Linked DNA regions of Arabidopsis thaliana: region 1 is linked to region 2. Evidence: chromatin contacts called from public capture Hi-C data. All regions are on one chromosome and are shown on one strand. The core of a region is the stretch at or near the end of the contact, and the rest is flanking DNA. Distances in the headings are between cores, read along the strand shown. Region 1 holds the start of AT3G30580. Region 2 holds the start of AT3G30460 (RING/U-box superfamily protein).

Region 1 (6,567 bases), core at 2,596-5,095, 64 kb after region 2:
CTGCTGCCGGTGGCGCGTTGCGGGATAGTAATGGGGAGTGATGTGGCGGGTTTGGGGTTAATATTGGGCGATATTCTTTACCGTTGGCTGAGTTGTGGGGTGTCTACTATGGGATGTACACAGAATTGGAGAAACGGGTCACACGACTAAAGTTGGAAGTAGATTCAGAGATGGTGGTAGGGTTTATAAGGACGGGGATAGGAGAGGCTCATCCGTTGTCATTCCTGGTGCGGTTGTGCTATGGCTTTTTGGTTAAGGACTGGACAGTCCGAATTTGTCATGTGTATAGGGAAGCTAACTCTCTTGCCGATGTGTTAGCTAACTATGTGTTTTCACTTCTGTTAGGAGTTCATATTTTTTTTTCTGTTCTGCTTTGTGTTAAGACGATTATGAGGGATGATGTCGACGGAACTACGTTTCCACGACAAGTCCGTGTTTGAGCTGTTTTAGTTTAATATTAATAAAATCCGGGGATTTAGTTTAATACAAACTTCCTATAACTAAACTAAAAAAAGAAATTCAAACTCAATATGATGCATATTAAAATTTAGTAGTTATCTAGGAAAAGGAAAAATATATATAGTTCAAGAAATTTAAACATTAAAATAGATATATATGTTTCTAAAAGTCCCAACTATTAGTTAGAATGAAAAATTGTGATGAAAAAATATGAATACAACATAACATACCTTGTGAAAATAAAAAATTTAAATGAATATATCAATTCTTTTTTAAAAGATACTTTTTCAAATTATTGAAAAATATATTTTACAAAGATAACAAGAAAAAGGCACAACTATAAAAGATATTTCTTCAGGGTATAGTCTTAGCAATCTGATATCTCTTTATAAACCAAATTACCAATTTTGAATTAATGTTAAAGAACAAAAGTGTGGTAAATATCTAGGAATATGGACAAATATATAGAGTTAAACAGATAGGAAGATTTATATTGACACTAATTTTCTTAAAAGATACAACTATTGGAAAGAAAATTTGTGATGAAAAAAATACAAATAAAATATTGTGAAAACCACAATTTTTAATGACTAGATACAATTTTGTAAAGGATTCAACTCTAGAAGATATTATTTTCCAATTATTAAAACTAAAACTAAAATATTTAACAAAGACTTATAATGAAAAGACACAACGATATAAGGTATCCGATTTGGATAAAAACTAATTAACAATATTTTTGTAAACAGTAGTTACGATGAAAAGACGCAATCTGTTGAAAGACACAATTTTAAATGACTAGATGCATTTAAAAAAATACAACTATAACTATAGAAGATTTTCGCTCTGATTATTAAAATTGAATAAAAATATTGAATGAAAAGAATACAATGAAAAGATGTAATTATATATGTATTAGCATAGGTGAAACCTAAATATATGGAAGTATGGAAACGCTGATTTTCTGGAAGTTCAACAAGAGATTTAGACGCAAACAATATATTAAAGTGTATTGAAAGTGAAATTTTAAGAGATTTGTGTAGAACTTATAAATCCTATGTTGTTCAAACATGGATTTTAAAAAGTCCCATGAAATCCAGTGTTGTTAAACTAATGATTTCAAAATCCAACTTAAAATCTACTATTATTGAAAATAATTTATGGATTTTGATTTTAATGATTTTGGAGGATTTAAGGGGATTTGAGAGGATTTCCTTAGTTAAAAATACAGAAATCTAAATCTCATGGTTTAAGGTGAAATTTGAATGGATTTTACAAAAATTATATAAACTTCCTTAAAATCATCCAAATCATTTAAAAACTCAAGAAAACTCAAATCACTTTAAATTCTAATTTGAATACATCCCCCTAAGTGCTTTGAGGACATGATCAAAATCACTAAGAGCTTCCTTTTGTGAAGCATTTATGTTTAGGTTAAATGTTATTCTTTCATTTAGGCGGTCTACCATTTAAAACCGACCTGTTTGCCAGTTCGTTCAGCATAATTTGATCTCTACCTCGATTTTACCTTGGTCATTGTCTATATCAAATTACTTTATATAAAATCTAAACACGGAGAGAAGAGAAAAAAGGAAAAACGACAAGAAAAAAATATTAATATGCATGTTTGATAAAATATAATTTGCATAAAGTTTTTAAACTTTTAAACAAAATAAGCTTAACTCACATTAATTTAGGGCATCTAGTCTGTAAAGAACTCACTAATCTTTGATTATATGGGAATTTTTTGGTAAAGCTTTCATTTCAATATTTACTTTTCCGTTTTGGATTAGTCACTAACAAATCTTGCTGGTTTGTCGTTTTTCATCTAGTCCATGCGTAAGTGGAAAAGACAAACCAGCAAAACGACTAAACGAGACATCGTTAGAGAATTAATACAAGGTCCATGGGCTTAACTTTTAAAACCTTTTGTGTTCTGCTTTTCGGTTATATCTCAAACGAACTTGCTCGGAGAACTGTTTTGGGCCTTCATATACGACAATTATCTGGATATAAATAAAATACTTCAAATTTGTTACACCACTTAATACTTTTAATATCTAGGTTGTACATGATATATGAAAATGTATATTAGAATTATGGGTGTGAGTAATTTATCTACGTTATTTCTTGCAGATAAGCAAAAACCAACAAAATTGTGAAAATTCAAACAAAAACTAATTATTTTCTGTGAAAGAGTTCCCATGTTGCTGTCATGTGTGTCTGATCCATTTCCCTCTTTACAGCCAAAATAAACAAACAAACAAAACAATTTCATCATAAAATTTTAAGACAATTTGATCAAACACATTGAAAATCACAATGTGACCAATAATGGAGAAGTTGTCTCGAAGGAGACGTTTCATCAGTCATCACACATGCCATGATAGACCTATTTTCATTTACACCACTTTGATTCATGACAGCATTCAGTAGTACATTTCTTTTTATATAACCACAAAAATCCAAGCATACAATACATAAATCGTTCAAGTTTAAGAAAATACTAATAATAATAATAAAAGAAACCACTCATTGATGTGCAATTAGTAAAATCAACCTTTCCCAAGCGTGGTTTTTTGTTTGAACTCAAACTTTATATGAATAAATTCTTCCTTTTTTGTTGTAATGAATTTCTTCTGTACGGAATTCATTTCCTATTTTTACAGTGGTATGAGAGTAGCGTCCAACGTAACTTAAATAAAAAAGTTTTTAATGTAAACATAGTTTTAGTATGCCAATAATCACCGAAGCATGCATGTAGCTAAGTAGATAATGGGAAATGATTTCTTATAGATGGACAATAATAATCGAGAACATAATTAGAGAAAAATACATATGTTAATCTTCATGTTGAAAAACAAAACCATTAAAATAATCAAACACCCTTTGCTCGAGGCATAAAAAAACCTCAACACAAAAAGGAAAGAAAACTATAATCAAATCCAACATATACAATCAACTTCAAAAAATTACTTCTTTTTATGAGACCTACTCTTGTTTTCACTCTTTTTCTTCTCTTTTTTCCTAGATATAAGATTACCAATATTCTTATCATCTATACGATGACTATAAACATCATTACTTTCACCTTTCCCATTCCTTAGAGCGAGACCTTCTCTACGTTTACCTCTATTGCTCGTTTGGTGATAACTTGGCCCGGAAGAAGCATCGGAAGCCATCGAATCATCGCTGTCTTTGTTGATTTCGTATTCATTCGCATATTTTCTACGATCTTTTTCGATGATATGCCCTTCATAATAGACCTCATCAATCACCTCTTCCTCTTCTTCCTCCATACGCGAAGAAATATACGTGGTCCATCCGGACTCGCTGCTGCTACATTCTTCTCTCTCCATGGATGACTCAAGAACCCTAATCTTGAGAGAGAGAGAGAGAGAGAGAGAGAGAGAGAGAGAGAGAGAGAGAGAGAGAGAGAGTGAGAGAGAGAGAGAGAGTTTAAGTTGTAGTGTTTTTGCTTGTATAATGGAATGTATATATAAGTGTCCCATAAATAATATGTAATTGCATGTGCGTGGAAGAAGACTCGTGTGTTTTCATTTGTTTAATACGCTAAGGACAGCTTATGTCTAACGTATAAAGTTATTTCCGACATAACTCGAAGAAGAATAGCTGTTTTTTATGAAAAAGGGTTTGTCTTCTATAAGTTATGATTTATGTGTAGTCTTAGTCTTCGTAATAGTGTGAGCATGTTGAAAAATAAATGCTAATTAATATAATTAATGTGTTTCGGTTAGAGAAAGTGAAGTGGTTTAAGTTCACATTGTGGCATGAGGGAAATGTATCTTTACACTAAGAATTCTCTGTAATGAAACCAAACACGCATGCATCTTTATGGAGATTGGATGTTTGATTCAAATCAAACCATGTTGTCGAACATGTTAGGATCATGCATGCCCCCTCTTATTTTTCTCTTTTTATTCTCATCAGATTCGTATATATAGTGTATAACCAATTATTGATAAGTTTGATAAAATATTTATATCATATTTTTGTGGAGAAGTGTTTTATATCATATGCTCTCAAAACCGTTTTAGTGGAACAATGGGTGTTTTTTTCTTTAAATTATGGGGGAATGCAAAATTAAAAGTGGTTCTTTCTTTAAATTATCAAACAAGTATATCTTAATTTTTCTTATAAGGACTTTTGTTTTATTTTCTGGAATTGCATTGTTCTATCTTTGCAAATTATATTTATAGTTCATGATTAATATTTAATAAAATTTCTTCGCTGGGTTTTAGATGAATTCTTCACAGACCTGGTGAAAATGGTGTATTCCCTAACCGAATGGTCAGCGTTTTCAACATATTTGGAGGAGTTTTTGATCGACAAGAAAAAATTCACTATATTTTCTTTATCTTTAATATCTTGTACTGCAAATGTCAAGGTGGATTATTTGGCACGAAAAAATCATGTTGAACCGCTACATGTTACTTATGTAAACATTTTTCCGTATTTTTAGCTTGTCTGAGCCTTAAATAATATCTCATGACAGAATAAAAATAAAAATTAATGAGTGTTTGTGTAAATGACAATACCTAAATCGAACAATTGAGATTAGTTTTTATAAAGACATGAGGTCACATAAAGCTAAAGAAACACAATTGAAGATAGTTAAACACTACAGCACAATCTTTGTAAATGATTATAGGTTTACCGGGTAGAACACAAATTCGTCTCGCCAAGGAGAGAAGCACACGTTTTGATCAATTTGTAAATTTATGGACATTATATGCGAAGTGGAATTTTAACTTCGATGAGTTCAATGTTAATTCGTTTTACTTTGATGTGAATATCGCCTAAAGTCCTAAACTATTGTCATGTTGTATATATACATATATTTAATAAATTTAAAATTTATCCAACTCAAGTTCCTTTGAATTTTCATTAGAGCTTTACCACATAGCAAAATTTTCCTCGATGCAAACTAAACAACTCGTGCATCGTTCAATCTCAGCTTCTATTATGTATAACACAACAATTCAGTACCGTCTTCGGCAGTGATCCTAATAAGTATTGGGTCTTTTCTAACTCCCTTTTTAATATGATGATATCCTCTTTGGACTTACATGTTCAACTCCACAAATTATTATTGGACTCTTTCTTTAAAAACCTCATACTAGTTGAAGTTGGAGTTGGCTTATATATTAAAAATTTCTTTTTTTAACTTCCGATATAAGACATTGGTTTGTACCCAACAATCAACATTCACAATAGTAACATTAGACTGAATCCCCAAGGTAATACACCCACGCTCACCCATGATCAAATATAGCTGTCCTAGAGGACACAAACTATTATACCAAAAAGATATGCGTCATCACTTCGCACCTCCATCTTATGAAATTCCTTTGTTTAGTCTCTATATTTCAGAATTTTCCTCTACATCAAAAATTTCATTGTGATGAGCTTGTTTTACTGACTTTGATACTAGATGTGTCTATTTAGTTCTTTTAAAAAGGGCAACAAGATTAATCTCATGATCAGAAGAGTGGATATGGGCCACAACCCGGCTATATCATTAATGAAATGGTTAGTTGGCTTAATAAAGTGAAATTTATTTACTTATGCAAAAACATGATGCAAAAGAGCCAAGTGTAATTTAAAGTTTAGATACTTTATCCACTAATAAGGTAGTTTTCTAAGTAATGAACTTAAATTAAATTACTCATCTGCTATTATTTTTTATTACTCTTCCAATTCTTAAAATGAGGATGCTTCTACATACAAACTATTTTGAATTGAATTAACGAATTTAGAGAACAAAACTTATTGATGCTACAATTGTCTAATAAATGTGTTTCATATATCTTACAATGAGACTTACACATCTATATATACAGTTTAGACACGAAGACTAGATAAAGAAAGAACTATAGATGGTAAGAGGAGATATGATGGTATTGAAGGCATGATCTAATCGTATCTGTGACATGCCCCCTCAAGATAGAGGGTCTGATGTTACTTCAATCTTGTCTCTCAGCTCAAGAAACCGTTGCCGTGTCAATGGTTTTGTTAGTGTATCCGCAAGTTGGTCTTTGGTGTTCACATGAGCTACTCATAGAAGACCATGTTGAACTTGTTCAA
Region 2 (7,512 bases), core at 1,149-3,648:
CCTCAATACTATATCGTCATGTAGCGCTTGCCCGGGCATGACCTGCTCCAAACCTTCGTAAGCCATAACGTTACGGAGTTTCACGCAACGCACAACAGACGGATGGACTATCATGGTTCGCCTAATAATAGTTAACCCCCTCGATCAAAACTCTTGAAAGTATCCTAGAATACTTCGGCTCATCGCCAACAATCATTCTCTTCTATATTGGCTGATGGTTCTTCGATAGCCATCCCTCGGTCAATTTGTAGTCTTAGTGAGGGGTATTACACCCGCCATAGGTATCTATTATCAAAACTATTATTTGATGAGCCTGGTTAATAGGTGTGTAATAAGAATCGGTCTATCTACTAAGGTGAACTTATCGAACTCGTTTAGCATGCATGTTTAGGAATAGGGTTTCACTGCACGCCACCGGGAATCTTAGCTCCAAGCATAGTTAATTTCACGGAACACCACCGGTTATTCTGATACTATAGTTTGAGTTTAAGAATGGTTCGATAACAACCTAGCTATCAGTAGATCTACTAATCTCTATTTCCTGAGAATACCCTAAACCTGACTTTTTTCCCATCTGACTTACATCTTGATATTTATTGCTTTTCTATGTTTCTTATTTTGTAATCTATTAGTTTAGTTTAATTTAATAAACAATAGTCTATTGCGTGATCCGAGAACTTTTTGGAATTCGACCCGTAAGTACTACAATCTCTTATTTAATGAGTGATCTTAAGGAAATTTGACCTACATCAATGAACTTAGCCGTAAAGCGCTACAACGGCAGTGATGGCTGAGCTACGGTATGGTGCGACTGATTTAAGAAAAAATGGTTGAGTTATGAGAAAACGGCTGACTTATAGTACAACTCTCTCTCGAGTCATGGCTGACTTAATGAAATTTTTCTGAGTTATGAAATAATTCAGCTTACGTTATGACTGACTTAATGAGATTTGCTGAGTTATGAGAATTTGAGCATAACCCAACCTAAGTTACGGCAGAGTTTTTACCCTATGGTTGATTGGTCAAAATTTTGGCTAAGTTATTCCCTCGACACAGCTGAGTCAACTTTTTATGGCTGGCTGAGTTATCAAAGACGATTTAGATGTGGGATATCGTTACGGCTAATTTATGTTCGAGTGTCATAAATCAGCCGTTATGAGCTGAATTAACGGATAACTCAGCCTAGTTACGACTGACTTAATAGTGAAAGATTAATTATTATAATATCATGCAATTACGGCCGACATATAAAACGAAACGACTGAGTTAAAAAATTTCTGTTGAGTTACGACATTAAACGGCTAAATTAACTTGCCGTGTTTTTGTTTTTTTAATTACTGTAGCTTTGACATTAAACGACATGTTGCGACTGACTTATAGCTTTGTTTGATGGCTGATTTATTTATGCAAGTTCGTTTGGTGGCTTACTTGCCACTTCATCAATTAAAAAATAACGTCGGATGCAACATTTTATGTCATCATCATCAAAGAAAATACGAAACGCCTTTTTTAATTCGTCTTCTTAACTTGAGTTTTTCACATTACCGGAACTTCTAATTCGTCATCGTCTTCCTCATTCTTCTTCATTTTCTTTCATCTTTCTCCTAATATGATTGATTCGATTACGGTAATTGTTGGTAATGAAGTAAAGAATTTGTATTTAACACTAACAATAAAGAGTGTAGAGTTATGCAAATAGATGCGAAAACAACGCACAACAAGCTTGTGAAGTTGGTACTCGATGACTATAGATTGAATGAGTTGAGCCATCAGTTAAAGTTGAGCTAGATGTTCTTGAACAAGGCTATGAACAATATGTCTAATCGTAACAGCTAAGTCGTAATAAGTAGATTTACTCGATCTTTCGTTTTCCGTGAACCATTATAACTCAGCCGTGGCATGTAAATTTGTTGCAAAACAATAATAGAGAGGAAAACCAAAAAGTTCTTCTTAATAACGTTAATGACGTGGCTTTTTTTTTTAATGACATAGATTAATATAATTTCCTTAATTATTTTTAATTAAAAAAATAATAAAAAAATCTTAATTAAAAAAAATCTAACTAAAAGTATTAATTATAATTACACAATAACACAAAACATATAAGTAATTGTAAAAAATATATAATATTCTAACAATATTCCAATATTTTTACAAGAGAGATTTTTATCTTTTATCATTCTCTTTTACTTTTTTTCTAAAATATAATTTTCTAATTATGTACCGTTCTTATTACCGTTGTCTAAAATTTTGATTTTTTTAATTCCGGTTTTTAAAATTGTGAATTTTTTTTTGTTTTATTGATATGTCGGTGCTATAATAGTTCTATGACGTGGCCACAAAAGAGACACACTCGTAAGACATGTGTTCAAATCTTGTCCTCATGCAAGGATCATATGAGCCGAAATATTCTCTTATACTCGAAAACCCAATCTTCACATTCTCGTACAATCATCATCTACACCCAAAAAGAAAAAGGAAAAAAAAATCAATGGCTGAGGAGTTTCATCTTCCTCTAAACCTCACCGAACCAGACCAAACTCCGACCGAAGAAGATTTCGAAGCAGACACTACATTAATTGACGACGAATACCTCCGTTACCTCCACTACTTGGATTCACGGAGCAATCATGGAGTCAACACGTTTGGATCTTACGATGAAATCTTTGGTCTAGTTCTCGGTAATTCATCCTCTTGTACGCGGTGGCTTAACGCAGGGGAGGAACTTCCGGTGGTGGAGTTTACGGCTGAGGAAATGATGGAGAGAGGTTTAGTGGTTTGTGCTATATGTAGAGAGGAGCTTGCTGCTAATGAGAGGCTCTCAGAGCTTCCTTGTCGGCATTATTACCATAAAGAGTGTATCTCGAATTGGTTGAGTAATCGGAACACTTGTCCGCTTTGTCGTCATAACGTGGAATTACCCAACCACGGTTGAGATTGTGCATGTAGTATTTTCTTATTGTTCCGACCAAACTGTATCCGGAGCCTAAGAGTTTTATTTTTGGTAAATATTATTGTTAATTAGTAACTACTGTATCTAGGTTTTGTTTTCTTGAATATGTGTATAGGTTCCTTGTCAATTATAGTCTATCTTTTGCATAGGTTTCTTCAATCTATATGTCACCACTATTAGATTACTCAATTCTTATATTGTCTTAATTAAGTCAGACTATTATTGCTTTTCCTTATGTCTTATGTTTCTTTGTTCAACAAAGAGTCGCAACTCGCAACTAATTCCCAACTCAACCAATCACAATAACTTGGATAGGGCTGGAGTTTTTCTGTACAGCTGAAAGAGATTAATGGTGTTGGGCTTTGTACTTGATGTCCGTCCGGCTCGGATAATGCCCATTATCGATTTCAGAGGAAAGGTCATCAAGCCCAATGCCCAATTTTATTTAACAAATTTGAATCCTTCTCAACTTGTTCTTGTTATTTCTCATCTTGAGTTTGTTATCAATTCAACCTTTAGTACAACAACGTTAATAAATAGAAGAAGGAAATTTCCGATCTTTTTCCCGTTGGATTTAGTTTCTATAAAGAAGTTTTGGGCAATTTATAAAAGAAATAATTCCTAAGATTGAAAACATTTGTATGTTTATTCCTAGAATAGAACACATCTTTTTTTTATTATTTAGATGTTTTCAGTAATTGTGTAATTATAATTAATACCCCTAATTAGTTTTAATTAATTATTATTATTTAATTCGTTTTTAACTAAAAATTAAATGAAAAAACAGTGATTATACATGTCATTACCATAATCCACGTCATTAATCATCTCCAAACCGCATAACGTTCGGGTTTCTTTTTCTTGGCGTTACTGTTCATCATCTCCCAAAAAAAAAAAAACTGTCGCTTTCTTCCTCTTTCTCTCTCGACGGAACGAAATCGTTCTCTTTCGCCGTTTTGCTATTTTCTCGTCTGTTCCGGCCGAAATTCAGACGCCGGAGTCGCATTTCCGTAAGTGCGAAGGCACATCCGACATCTAAGTTCCGGTGAGTATGTTTCTATTAAGTAAGACTCAGACATCTAAGTTCAATCGCAAGTGATTCCCGTCACTAAAATCGTTTTCCGATGCGTAACGATGGTTTTTAAAGCTGGGTTTTAACGTCGTCGTTGATTGACATATGGTGGCTGATTTCTTAGATCTATTTGATTTGACGGCTGAGTTACTGTTTGTTTTCCGACTGATTTATGATTTATCAATTCATCCGTGTCTGAGTTTGTTTTATGTTGTGACTGAGTTATGGTTTAACCTTACATCGATGACTGAGTTTCTTTTATATGACGGCTGAGTTTGTTTATGTTATGGCTGAGTTTCTGTTTTGATATAGCTGAGTCTGGTTTATGTTTTAACTGAGTTGTTGTTATGTTATGGTTTGACTGAGTTTCTGTTAAGATATGGCTGAGTTAGATTTATCTTATGGCTGAGTTATGTTATGTGTGGCTGAGATTGGTTTATGTTATGACACAGTTATGTTATCTATGCCTGAGTTAGATTTATGTTTTGCCTGAGTTATGGTATCTGTGGATGAGTTTGTTTTATGTTATGGCTGAGTTATGGAATGCTTACGGCTGATTTATGGTTATATAAATGTCTGAAGACCAAGCAAGGGAGTACCCTCCAAGACTTTACCAAGAGGAGGATTCTAATCTGGAGGGTAAAGGCATTAATCACAACATAAAGCTGGGAGAGTTCCCTGCAATTAGAGAATCAATAGGAAAAGATATATGGGCAGAACTGAAAGAGACAGAGCCTGGATTAATTGCTAAGCTTGTTGATAGTCATTTTCTATGGTCTGGTAAGACCGTACATTATCTACTATGCAGACAGCTGAGAATACTGAAGAAGGAGCTTTGGTGTATCCTGGCTGGTAAACCCATCCGGTTTGGATTGAACGAATTTCATCATATCATGGGTTTAAATATAGATCAACTGCCTACAGAAAAGTTTGGGCCTGAAGCTGACTACAAAGTGTTCTTCAGGGAATTGCGTGTGCCAACCGGTGAAGGTCCTAATCTAGATGAACTTAGGCAGGGCTTAGTAATGTGCAGAGCTTGGCCTCATGAAAAGCGTAGATGGTTTGGCTTATTGACTCTTCTATCCATTGGACTTTTTGGCTTGCATACTAACTCTAGGATACCATTTGAGAGTGCCAAAAGAGTTTTCGATGACGAAGCCATGAAGACTTATCCATGGGGTCGGGAAGCATTTGAAGCCCTTGTCGTTTCTATAAAGTTGTTGAGGCATATTGGCAAGACGTACACCATCAGTGGTCTGGTTTTCGTGTTGCAGGCTTGGGCGTATGATTCAATCATCACCATCGCCGAGCGTTTTGGGAACGTTGTTAAAGCGGATGAGATTCCGTTGCTTAGATGGGGTGGCAGCCGTACCCGTGCAACTATAGAATCGGCCATTGCTGAAGATATCAAAGCGAATGATGGTGAGGTACGGTTTCGGCTCTGTTATGTTCTGTTTTTTATCAAATATTTATGTTACGGCTGAGTTAATGTTTTGTTTTTTTGTCAAGTATGTTATGTGAAGGCTGAGTTATTTTCTGTGAAGGCTGAGTTATGTTCTCTTTTTTTTTTGGCAAATATGTTATGTGATGACCGAGTTATGTTCTATAATGGTTGAGTTATATTAAGTGACGACTGAGATATGTTCTGTAATGGCTGAGTTAGCTTAAGTGACGACTGAGTTATCTTAAGTGATGGCTGAGTTAAACATACTGATGGGTTTTATTATCTCTTGTGTTGTAGCTGCGTGTTCGTACAATGGTTGAAAAGGCTGAGTTAAGCGAGCTGTTTCATTCTTGGCCAGACTAATTAGAAGACCCAGCACTGGATAACTTGATCCAAGACTTACACGAGCTTAAGCTTGTTAAAGGTTATTGGGATGTGAAGACGAGTGAGAAGAAGAAGAAACTCGTAAAAGATAAAGAAGAGGAGGTGTCTGAAACTCCCGCAAAGAAGCAGAAGGTCTCTCACAGTGAGGATGTTCATTCTCGTGAGAAAGATGCAGAAAAGAAGAAGAAGAAGAAGAAGAAGGAAGTAGCTGTCGAATCTGATGAGGACGAGGATGTTCATTCTCGTGAGCAGGATGGTCAGGGAGAACAGCAGTCGCTCGTGGATGTGGTGTCCAACTTGATCTCTCCCTTAAACTCAAGGTTTGACACCGTTGATACTAGCATAAAAGAAATGTTCTCCCGTCTGGATGTGATTGGAGGTCAAATCGAATCGAGGGTTGAAGCAAAGTTTGAAGGAAGGTTTGGATCGATTGAGAACGATGTCAAACAGATTAAAGAGTAGCTGAAGGCCATATCTGACTCAAAATCAAGCATATATATTAGAGATATGTTTTTAGCCAAAACACAGCCCCAAACGCAGCAAGACAATCCTAAGGCCCAAACTCAACAGACACCAGATGTTCCAAAGAAACCTACAAATAACCAATCTGCTACTCCTAGTCCTCCTCCGGTAAACTTTTAGTTAGTTATGACCGAGTTATCTGAATATTATTCGGCTGCGTTATAACTTTTAGTTAGTTATGGCTGAGTTATCTGAATTATACGGCTGAGTTATCTGAATATTTTACGGCTGACTTATCTAAATATTTTACGGCTGAGTTATAAACGTTTGTTAGTTATGGCTGAGTTGTTTTCATGTTATAAATTTAGTTAGTTATGGCTGAGTTATATGAATATTACACGGCTGAGTTATAAATTTAATTAGTCATGGCTGAGTTATATGAATATGATACGGCTGAGTTTAGTTAGTTATGGCTGAGGTATATGATTATGATACGGCTGAGTTTAGTTAGTTATGACTGAGTTATATTTATACATAGGTATGAGTTTTCATTATTTAACGCCTGAGTTTTCGTTACGTTTATGTAGTCGAAACAAGCTGATGTTGGGGTAAGTAGGAATCTTGAAGGAGAATTTGATAAGGTCTCCATTGTGTCTGATTTTGATTTCGTTGAGACTGTTTCTCCTCTCAACCGCCGTTTACGCTCTAGGAAGCCACAATCCCCAAATGTGCCAAAGCAAAAAAAGGAGAAAACATTAAATGAGCTAATCCAGAAACCGCCAGGGAGAAGAGGAAGAAAGCCTTCGCAGCAGCCTAAAAAGGTGCCTCCTACTGTGCCAAAGATTACAATAAAGAAACCAAAACCATCTATTGAAGCTAAGGAAAAAGCTGAGGAAGATTCGGATGTCACGGATAAGGTTGTATCCGAGTATAATGAAATGCTTCTTGAATCTGATGAAGATGAGGAGGAAACCGAGAGGCTAAAGAGTTTAAAAGAAATTCGGCTCAAAACTGTTAAGCTGGTCCCGGATGGGAGCTCATTGATTAACCCCGAAGCTATGCCCACTCACACTTTTCCAGTTATTGGAGACAACAGGCTGAGCTGAATGAGAAAGGGTTGTCTGCCTTCACGAGCAATCTATGATCCTCTTGCACCGTTAATCCGGCCAAACTGTAGAAGCTTAAGGCTTATTTGAC

The links. Capture Hi-C pulls out chosen DNA fragments and counts their contacts.
Region 1: a capture Hi-C map of seedling shows a contact between it and region 2, with 2.8 times the contacts expected there. A contact is called at or near these places in 1 of 26 Hi-C or Micro-C datasets (callus) and 1 of 3 other capture datasets (seedling).

What each region holds. Positions count from the first base shown.
Region 1 is chr3:12,164,336-12,170,902 of TAIR10.1, forward strand. AT3G30580 reads right to left here and starts at 3,846. Exons shown (of 1, transcript NM_113959.2): 1 at 3,242-3,846. The coding sequence starts at 3,818. The coding sequence ends at 3,432. It also overlaps the pseudogene AT3G30570 and the pseudogene AT3G30582.
Region 2 is chr3:12,101,942-12,109,453 of TAIR10.1, forward strand. AT3G30460 (RING/U-box superfamily protein) reads left to right here and starts at 2,399. Exons shown (of 1, transcript NM_001339052.1): 1 at 2,399-3,170. The coding sequence starts at 2,492. The coding sequence ends at 2,935. It also overlaps the pseudogene AT3G30465.